Regions from separate parts of the Gasterosteus aculeatus genome. Here region 2 is linked to region 1. The links are chromatin contacts, called in public Hi-C maps. All regions are on one chromosome and are shown on one strand. The core of a region is the stretch at or near the end of the contact, and the rest is flanking DNA. Distances in the headings are between cores, read along the strand shown.

Evidence for each region. Hi-C and Micro-C count contacts between places; a contact is called where the count stands out from the background.
Region 2: a Hi-C map of whole body shows a contact between it and region 1, with 4 times the contacts expected there. The contact joins the promoter of pde6a here to the promoter of arhgef37 in region 1. A contact is called at or near these places in 2 of 6 Hi-C or Micro-C datasets (skeletal muscle and whole body).

Annotation. Positions count from the first base shown.
Region 1 is chr4:4,096,994-4,101,897 of fGasAcu3.hap1.1, forward strand. arhgef37 (Rho guanine nucleotide exchange factor (GEF) 37) reads left to right here and starts at 3,011. Exons shown (of 16, transcript XM_078101962.1): 1 at 3,011-3,090. It overlaps elp1 (elongator acetyltransferase complex subunit 1), which reads right to left and starts at 2,704. Exons shown (of 36, transcript XM_040172999.2): 1 at 2,360-2,704; 2 at 577-743; 3 at 235-387; 4 at 65-146. The coding sequence starts at 726.
Region 2 is chr4:4,250,337-4,255,240 of fGasAcu3.hap1.1, forward strand. pde6a (phosphodiesterase 6A, cGMP-specific, rod, alpha) reads right to left here and starts at 2,991. Exons shown (of 24, transcript XM_040175242.2): 1 at 2,849-2,991; 2 at 1,378-1,711; 3 at 556-697. The coding sequence starts at 1,706. It overlaps slc26a2 (solute carrier family 26 member 2), which reads left to right and starts at 3,862. Exons shown (of 5, transcript XM_040175265.2): 1 at 3,862-4,254.

The DNA.
Region 1 (4,904 bases), core at 1,761-4,260:
TTACAAGAATGAAACGATGATCTTTACAAATAGCATGTTCTTGACATTTGTATAACTAACTGACCGGTAGTGAGAACGACGAGCTCTCCATCAGGACTCCAACTCATCGAGGTCAGGCCGCTGTCCACGCTGCCAACACACTCCAGCTGCGGAACGCGATCACACACGCGTTATGTGAATGATCCCCTTTCCTCTCAGCCCGTCATTACATTCCAGCTCTTCTGTGCCGCTTACCTGGCAGGTGTTGAAGTTGAACAGGACGACGTCGCCACCGGCTGTGGACAAACATGCCACCTCCAATTCCGCCCGGTCCTGCAGTCCGACCACCGTGCCGCTGCCGTCCTCCGGGAGGAAACCCCCGGCCGTGAGCGAGGCCTCGCTGACCACCTGCAGGTTACAAGTTCATTACTCATTGAAAGGCTGCACATGTCCTTCATCACCTGTTTAAAATTGGATCTACAAACACACAGCACTACACGTAACAAGGCAAAGGATACGAGTAAACGCAACTGGTACGACGTTTGAATGGAAGGCAAAAAAACAAACCAAAGAGACAGTACGTCTCCTCCAGCTCACCTGGCCAGTTTGAGGGTCGTACTCTGTGATGGAATATTGGGAAGCGACCAGCAGCGCGCCGGTCTCGGAGCGCACAGATAAACACTGCGGGGAGCCGGGAGCGTGAAGCTCGGAGCTCCGTAGGCTCTTCAGCAGCTTCAAGTTCCGCATTTTACCTCAGGGGCCGGCTGGGAAAAAAAACACACAGAGGGCCTGAGTCGGGACCCAAAAGCAGCAAAACATTCAATATGTTCGCAACTGAAACATTGATGTGAGTTTAATGTTAAAGTTAAATGTATATTATTTATCTGGGTGATCATTGTCGTCATCATCGTTAAAACACCAGAAATCATTTAGTGATTTAAATTACAGCAATGAAATTAAATTAAATGAAACGAATGAAATGCCTCTACGTGATTGATCAATTAATAATTTGAGATTTGGAGAAATTTCTTTATTCTGCTGTTGTAGGGGTAAAAACGTGAATTTATTTTGGTTTACATAAATGAAATGAATTTATAAATTGTAATTCCAATACTGAGGGAGGCACACTGCACATGGCAGACTTGGTAAATAATGAATGTGTGACCTCGGCGTCACACTCGACAGCCGACTCTCCCTGACTCCCCACATTGCTGCGACAACACGATCCTATAGATACACGCTCTACAACATCAGGAGAATACGTCAGCTTCTCACTCAGAAGGCAGCGCAGGTACTGATTCAGGCTCTTGTCATCTCTCGCCTGGACTACTGCAACTCCCTCCTGCAGGTCTCCCTGCCACCGCCATTCGACCTCTGCAGCTCATCCAGAATGCAGCAGCTCGACTGGTCTTCAACCTTCCGAAATTCTCCCACACTACTCCACTCCTCCGCTCTCTTCACTGGCTGCCGGTGGCTCATCCAGTTCTAAACATGGTGCTCACGTACCATGCTGTGAATGGATCGGGTCCAGCTTACATCCAGGACACGGTGAAACCCGACATCCCGACCAGCACTCTCCACTCTGCATCTGATAAACTGCTCGTCCCTCCCTCACTGAGAGCAAAACACTCGACTAGATCACGACTCTTTGCTGTCCATACTAACAAATTGTAGCACTTCAATTGTACTTGTAAAGCCACTTATCTATAGAAAATTGTAAATTTGGTTATTTGAGGAAATTGCACTTTCTGGTTTCTTGTTCTTCTGAGTTTGTATCCCTATGGTTGAATGCACTTATTGTAAGTCGCTTTGGATGAAAGCGTCAGCTAAATGTAATGTAATGTTCTCTCATTTGTTGACAACACATCTACGATCCATTATCGGACACAGCTCCGTCCCTTAACTTCTGTATTAAATCCAAGATATCATCGGAAATAATAATGAACGGCAGAAAGACATCTATCATCATACGTTCCATTGATGCTAAATATAAAGGCTTTTTGTTTGAATCAATGTACGTTAACACGTATAACGTTAGGCTAACATTAAGTTAGCGTTACTTGAGCCTTTACACGTTGGTAACGTCACCTTATAGATCCAATCAATGGACAAATCAGGTCCGAGGGGGGAGATAAACAAAAAACTACTTCGGTTGGTGCATTATCTTTTCTTAAAGCCAAACCGATGGTTTTAGTAGTATAGAGTAGCTAACTAGTGTTCGGCTACAGGGTGTCCGACAATAGAACTGGATGGGCTAGCTTGCACTTAAACTAGCTAGAAGGAGCAACAAGCGATGCAGCTTCAGTAATACAACCAACGACACCCACAGCGGAAGCTCTGAAACACAATTATACATCAGTATGTAAACTTTAAAACTCACCGGAACGAAACCGCTTGAAGTAATACAACCTTTCTAAATGTCCAGCATCTACAACCATCAAGTCAACAACTCAGCATCATGCATGTGGCTCTGTCAGACTCGTGACCTTTCACCTCTGATGAAGATACGTTGGGTGGCATCTGTAGCGCCCCCCGGTGGTATGGAGTAAACGCGCAATTAATGCGGTATTTTTACTTTTAGTTATGGATTTTAGAAACATGTTTTCTACATCTGTTTTGTAAACACATACTAAAATAGTTTTAAACCATATACATTTTCAAGATTTCAATGGTAAAATCCTCCCTAAATTTACCCACCTTTTCTTTTTATTCAACTGTATAGCATCTTTGTATACGTGTATAAGTGTGGGGAACCAAAGTATCCTTAAGATTCATACGATTATTGATTAGCTTGAAAGTAATTATTCTTAATGAAAAAAAATTCACATTTGATTCCTATCTTATGTGAACATTAGCGTGTATATGTAGATACATGTGTACGGATGTACTTTTAATAAAAAAATATTTACGAAACGGAAACTTTCTAAAACGCACACATAAACACGTTATTCATATATTATTTTTCACAGTGTATCATTTTGCCGCCAAACTTTTACTCTGACATAAAACCGGAAGTTTCTGCTTTTCATTTACGACCTTTATTTCCACTGACCGGATGCTGTGTTCGTCTCCTGCTGTCGCTCGCTTCACGGCCTGCTGACAGGACAACAGGTGAGCGCTAACGTTAGTTCGTCTCAGAAACGTTCACAGAGCTCGAGACGTAACGTTACCCGCGGGGTGATGATGGGAGGACGCTGACAGGAGGGTAAAAACGTTTTTTCCTTACATCTCTCCGTCATTCTCTGCTGTCTTCACTCGTCAAACGCAAGGTAGCGGACACACCGCGTCTTTCGCAAAACCAGATATTTTTTTTCCGCCAATATTCTTGTGTAAATGAATCCTGCTCTGTGTGCTAACGTCTCCTAGCTTAAACCCTAATATCACCGGGTCACCCCGGCGGCAAACGCCGCTAACCGTCATCGTGCCGCGTGTCTGGAGTCTCGCGCACGCTGAAATCAAAACAAGCAAAATGCCGCTCGGCCGCTGTCATTTAACACCGTGAAGGCTGGAAATGCTAAAAAGGAGCTGGAGACCTTTTCATTCACGGTTCATTCAATGGTAGCATGAGGCTAATAGCGTCTCTGTAAGTGCTCGTAGTGCACACGTTCATAAACACAATATTCAGTGTGTGTGTGTGTGTGTGTGTGTGTGTGTGTGTGTGTGTGTGTGTGTGTGTGAGAGAGTGTAAACATAACTACAAATCATGTCACTCACATCCATTTTTAATTCTCTAACATCTGTCCGTCCATTCATCTTGGTGACTTGTTAATGACGTGTATCAATAGCTACAAGTAGTACTAATATGATCAATGATGTTTAATCTGAATGGGTTTGTCTGATGTCTGTCTGGTTACCGTGGTTTCCTTTCTCCCTGTTGTTCCTACTTGTGTCCGGAGTGGAACCACTCCAGGAGAAGACACTCTTGGTTTCTCTTCTGTGTATTGTGTGCATGACTTCTTGTCAAATCTGCTTATGCATAGTGAGTTTCCTCGCCATGACAACGCTGCTGCCCACGGATCATTTTCTCTCCCTCTTCTCGACCGCGACGCCACGACAAGCCGCTTAAACCACCACCGTTCACACCTGAAGAAAAGTCCTCAAGCTTTTCGATGCAGGTTTTTGTCTCCGAGGCCACCGGTACGTTCTACCTTAAGCCCCGCTTTCCTGCAGCGCACCTTAAGTCATCGGAGTCAGCTGATGACAGAATCACGCCCTGCGGCATTCCTCCTCGACATTCCTCCCAGATGACAATCAGCCTCCTGCCTCCCTCGTTCCAGACGCACGGAGTCCCACTGCAACGAAGCCCGTCATTGCCTCGGGATTCATGCTGGCATCTTAATCTGATTATTCTCATAGGGACACGCTGAAAGGGCCATTGAGTGTGTGACTGGTTCGTCGTGAACAAATGATCTGTGGAATCACGTAAAAGGCAAAAAACTAGTATACAGTTCATCCCGTTGTCCCTTTGATGGTTTAAAAGGTTTGATTTTGCGAATTTACCCGACTGTTCACGTTCTCCTAAACTTTAAATAGACATGAGAGATCACTGCCTGCCATGTCTCCGCCCTGCTACTGTTGGCATTTACCTCGCACATTTATCAACACCATGTTTCCTGTGAGGAACGAAGGTTCATTGTGAGAGATGACGGATGGATGTATGCGTGGGGAAACGAAACCACTGAAGCTGACTCAACCCAGAAAGACAACGTTCCAATGCGAATGGATTGTCACATCTCTGTCACTAAACCCACTTGCATTTTGTGAAATCGGCATTCTGCCGGGATTGTTGTTCCTCACAGTGAAAGTCAGAAGGGATTCTTTCAGAATCTGAAATGATGACAGTCAAGTCCGTCTTGGAAGAGACACACAGAATCATTTTTTCATCTCCGTCACCTCCATTGAGTTAAATATCTCTCTCTGTACAC
Region 2 (4,904 bases), core at 1,741-4,240, 150 kb after region 1:
AACGGACTCTGAAGGGGGAGGCGGGGATGGAAGACGGGGGAGGAATGAGGCCAGCTGTTACTCACTCCGTAATCCCAGTGACGCATAATCCCTCAGCCTCTCTACCTACGAGGGCCGGTGGACTGGATCGGGCCCAGCTCTGTGCAACCATTAGCTGCTCCTCTCAGACACTCGGGGGCTTTCTGTGTCGTTCCAGTTGTCACATTTCGCATTGTGTCATTTCATGCGTCTGTGTGTGGCGGACGGAGGGGGGGCGTGCAGGGGACGACCTGTAATCCATCAATCATAGGGGGGGGTGCTGCCTTATTAAGTGTAAATAACAGAATAGCAGTCGGTGCGGGACGGTGGGGGCGGACGAGTGCGCGAGCCGCCAGGTAAACCTGAAGTGTACCTGGGAATAAACTCAGCAGCCACTTACAGGTACTGTCTCTAATGAGATGGAGCTGGCTCTGGCTGGAGGGAATTAGTCTTGGGGGGCGGAGGCGGTCTCGAGGCGCCACCTGGTGGTCAAAGTGAACCTTTACTGAGCAAGGAACCATTTGTTTGGTTTGTTACCTCGGACACATCGGCGATGTTGACCATCTTCTTGGTGGAGGCCACGTGGCCCACGATGCCCATGTCCAGCGGGTACACGATCTCGCTGTCAGGCGGCACCAGGCAGTCATCAAACTGGGAATCCTTGTTGACGTTAAATAACCTGGGGGAGGGGACATCAGCGCATTACATCGGACCAGAGTTTCCAACTCCAAAAAATAAACTTTTATCATGTTCTATTTTTAGCGCCCCGAGCTGAGCTGTTACTGCAAACCAATTGTGAACATGTGTGCAGTTTGTCATATGATGAGATTTTGCAAATATCCAAAGATCATTCAGTTTGTGAGAAAGTGTCATTAAAACTTTTGCAAAGTAGAAAATGTCTATTATACTATTATTATTATAATTATTATTATTACTATTATATACCATTATAACACGCAGTTCTTTCTATTGAGGTCTTCAATCAACTCTGTCATCATATTGAATAATATTTATGTAATCATTTAAAAAAAATAGAAAATTAAAACATTTGAATAGTAATTTATCGGAATAAATAAAGTGGTTCTTCCTCTGATGAATATAACTCTGTACTCTGTATTTCTAGACTTTTTACATGATTGTTTTTGACATAACATGTCAATCATTTATCGACCTAAATGTTTTATTTCAACCCTTTAATTTCTCTCAACCTTTTGTTCAAAACATTTTTGGGCCTAATATCTTTTTGACGTTGCTTTCCATGATTTTCCAACCAAACATATTGAGACTTACTGTCAAACACATGTACAACACTATGAGTATTATTACACTATTTGAGTTGTTAAAGAATTCCCCGGTCACCTGGTGGCCAGCTCGGCCACCCCGTTCCTCTGCCGGTACATGAAGAGGCTCATGCGGTCGGCCCTCATCATGAAGCTGAGGTGCTTCATGAGGTTGAAGACGGACTTCTCCATCTGAAGGTTGTCCTGGATGTCCCGCATCAGGTCGAAGAGGACCTCGCTCTCCTCCACCGCCGTCAGGTCGTGGAACGCGCTGATGTCCATCGCCGCCTTCCGGTTGCCGTCCAGCAGGTCCGAGACCACCTTGGGCCGGAAGTTGGCGTCGTAGTACTGCTTGGCGAACTGCGGGTTGGCGTCCAGGAACTGCTCCGCTGCCGCTGCGTCCACCATGGCTGCTGGTGAGTGGGAACAGGTAGGAATAAGGGAATGGGGGACCGCCAGAACCCCCGACCTTCATTCAACAAGGGACCAAACTACAGCCCGTCTAATGGTCGCTCCCCTCTCAGCATCGGCCTCAAACCACCCATGTGACACGTGGCTTCTGACACCTGTAAACACCTCACCGACTCGGCCCTCTGCTTTCTGCGCAGTGGGGATTTCGTTGGTCGCATGCTGGTGGATAAGAGCTCTGAGAGCTTGAAACCACAACACGAGCAAAAGATGCTAACGGGCTGCAGGATAATTCTGTCCCTGCAAGTCATCCCTCCAACAAGCAGACGTAGCAGAATTTAAGCCCTTCACAAATGCCGGCCCGCTTACAGGCTTTGGGGAAAATGTGCCATTAATCCTCTTGGTTGTTCACTCAAAATATTCACAAAAATGTATTTGAGTGAAATTCCCAAAAATTGAAAATATGTAGATTTTTCTCCAAGACATTCCAGCCTTCATGACTGAATTGGTTTCATTTGGGGTGTAAATGTGAGGTGACACAGGACACGTTTTTACTTAGAACCTTTCCTCGACCCCCAATGAAAAAAACAACAAGAGAACAACGATTTACAAAAACATGACGCAGCATCATCTCCTTTACTCTAGTAAAAGATGGTCCAGTGTAACCTTTGGGTAAGGAGATATCGAAGGAAGCGTTACATTGAGTTTTTCCTGAGGGGCTCCGAGGACACAGGATGCCGTACGACGTGCAGCTTGTAAAAACGCCTGATTTTGTGCTTTCTCGAAGCGTGTTCCCTCAGCATTTTAGAGGATCCAACCGGCTTTTCCTCCCGGCCGCCACTTAGAAACCTTCCTCAGCCCGACTCGTTCATCCCTCAGGGACGGGCCAGAGGACACAGTGCTTGAGCTGCAACAATTAGGGGCAACCGTCAACAGTTGCACATTCCTCTTCACACTTTCGGGGCAATGATTTAAAAGTTTAGAGCCACCGGGGCCGTGAAGAAGAGGATGTACGTGAATGTTGACCGCGGGCAGGAGGTCGGCAGGCAGCCTCTGACGTGAAGACCCCCGCTGGGTTTGGGTCAGGGGCCGTCCAAAGCACACAACCGTCTAACTATTCTAACAAACGTAAACGTTCTTACCTGTTAAAAGTCCTTGTGTGGCCTCCAGCAAAGTGTGTAATCCCTCTGTCCTGCAAACCAAGTAAAGAAAGGGGATTACTGGGACGGTTTTAAATGGTCATGTGTGGAAGTAAGCCTGCATCCAATTACAACGCTGCGATTACCACGCCGCGTTGTGTTTGATGACACATCCGGGGGTTCGTTTCCCTCTCACTGCAAGACACCGACAGCACCAATGAGAATGAGTTCTCATTGAATATCTCGCATGTGGAACTGAAGCATTCATTTATTGGCCATATATATATATATATATATATATTCATGTGTAGGCGTACCGACCCACAATCATTTAAAAAATGGTTGTGGTTCTAGAAACACGGATACAGTCATACAGTTTGTAAACTGGAGGAGAAGAAAGGTCCATAAAAGGGAGAGTTTTAATGCAAATTATTTTGAATTAAAAGAATCATGCAACACTACGGTTTCTTTGCTACTCTTCTCTATGCAAAAACCCCCAGCTCATCATGAAAGCGACACTCATAAGTTGTTTACACCACAGTGAAGGACCACATAAAGCAGGAAAGACGAGTTTGGACCTTTTGGATGAAATATTGATTTTAATTTTTTATATGTTTGGCTGTGAAAGTTAACATAAACATTTAGATCGTATCCACTTTCGTTGTTAATCAAGTTGCCTAACAGTGTATCTGAAGAACTCATAACCTGATCTTTACTAATCCCTTCTTTTTCTCTTTCTCTCATCTACTCTATAACTGCGCATATTAGCAATATTAATTCAACTTGGCCATCAAAATACACCTTGTCCTTGGAAGGATTGGCGCATTGGTCTTAATTAATGTCGTAATGATGGTAAATTAGTGCTGTAGCTGGTTGTCATCTGCGGTTACAGCAGTTTTGTGAACGCAGAACTCCAGCCAATCCAAAGACAGAATTTCTAACCAATTAGCTGGTGACTGGTTCCGCCCCCTTGCGGTCGAAAAAGGAACAGCAGCGAGCGAGCAGAGCAACACCTTTGTGAGTCTGCGAGGCCTTCAGAGAGCTGCTAACAAGAAGGAGCTCTCACTCCGTCAGGAAACCCCAACACCAAAACGAGGAATTAGCTAATCAGAGAAGACGTGGTGGGAGAACCGCTTCCTATTTATTGCTCTCTGTGTTTCTAAAACACGATGTGCTCATTTTTATTGTTCAACGGTTTAGATTTTGATTCATTAAATCGAGGTTTGCTTCGAAGTGAACCATTTTTTTTTTTTACCGCGCGCGGACGATCTCGTGGGTCTCGGCGCGGGTTCACGTGACGCGGAACGCACTTCCCGCATACGTCATCACGCACGGATTTACGAGTGGCAGCCGGCGATCAGAAGTGAGCGCGACGCCGACGTAACTCGGTGAAGCGGCGACGGAGCAGAGTAAGGTCGGTTAGTGTACACAGTAAACAACATGTTGCTTGGTTAGTTTGTTTGTGTTGTTGCTGCTGTTGTTGTTGTTGTTGTTGTTACGATACCTGTTGCGCGGCGTCATGCATATTTACTTGAGGGGGCTACAGCGTTTCACTCGGCGTCCACGTTGGCAACTTATTTACAATGAGTCCCATTCATCACCGGACTTAATGCTAATTATGGCCGAGCAACTTAAATACAACTTTAAAGTGTCTCCTCACAGCAACGTCACTGGTGAATAACCATCACGCACAACTTCTGTCATGGAAACAACGCTGTAATGCTGTTAATGTTTTAAGCCTGCAGCGACGTTTATGGAGACTTGATGATGTATTAATCATGATGATAATGACACGTTCGTTCTCTGGGGGGATTCCAGTGAGCGCTACACATTATTAAGAGAAGTGTATTTAAGAGACACTTATTCATGAAGTATAAAGGTAAATCCAGTCAGTTTGTCTGACTACATACAGGGTTGTCGGTGTATCATTAACGGTGGCTCTTTCTGTCTGAGTCACTAATAATAAGGGGAAGTGTCACGTTTGTATTATGAGCCAATAGCAGGAAATATGTTTGTCTGTTTTTGTCAGACATTTGCAGTTTGCCCAAAACACTGTGAC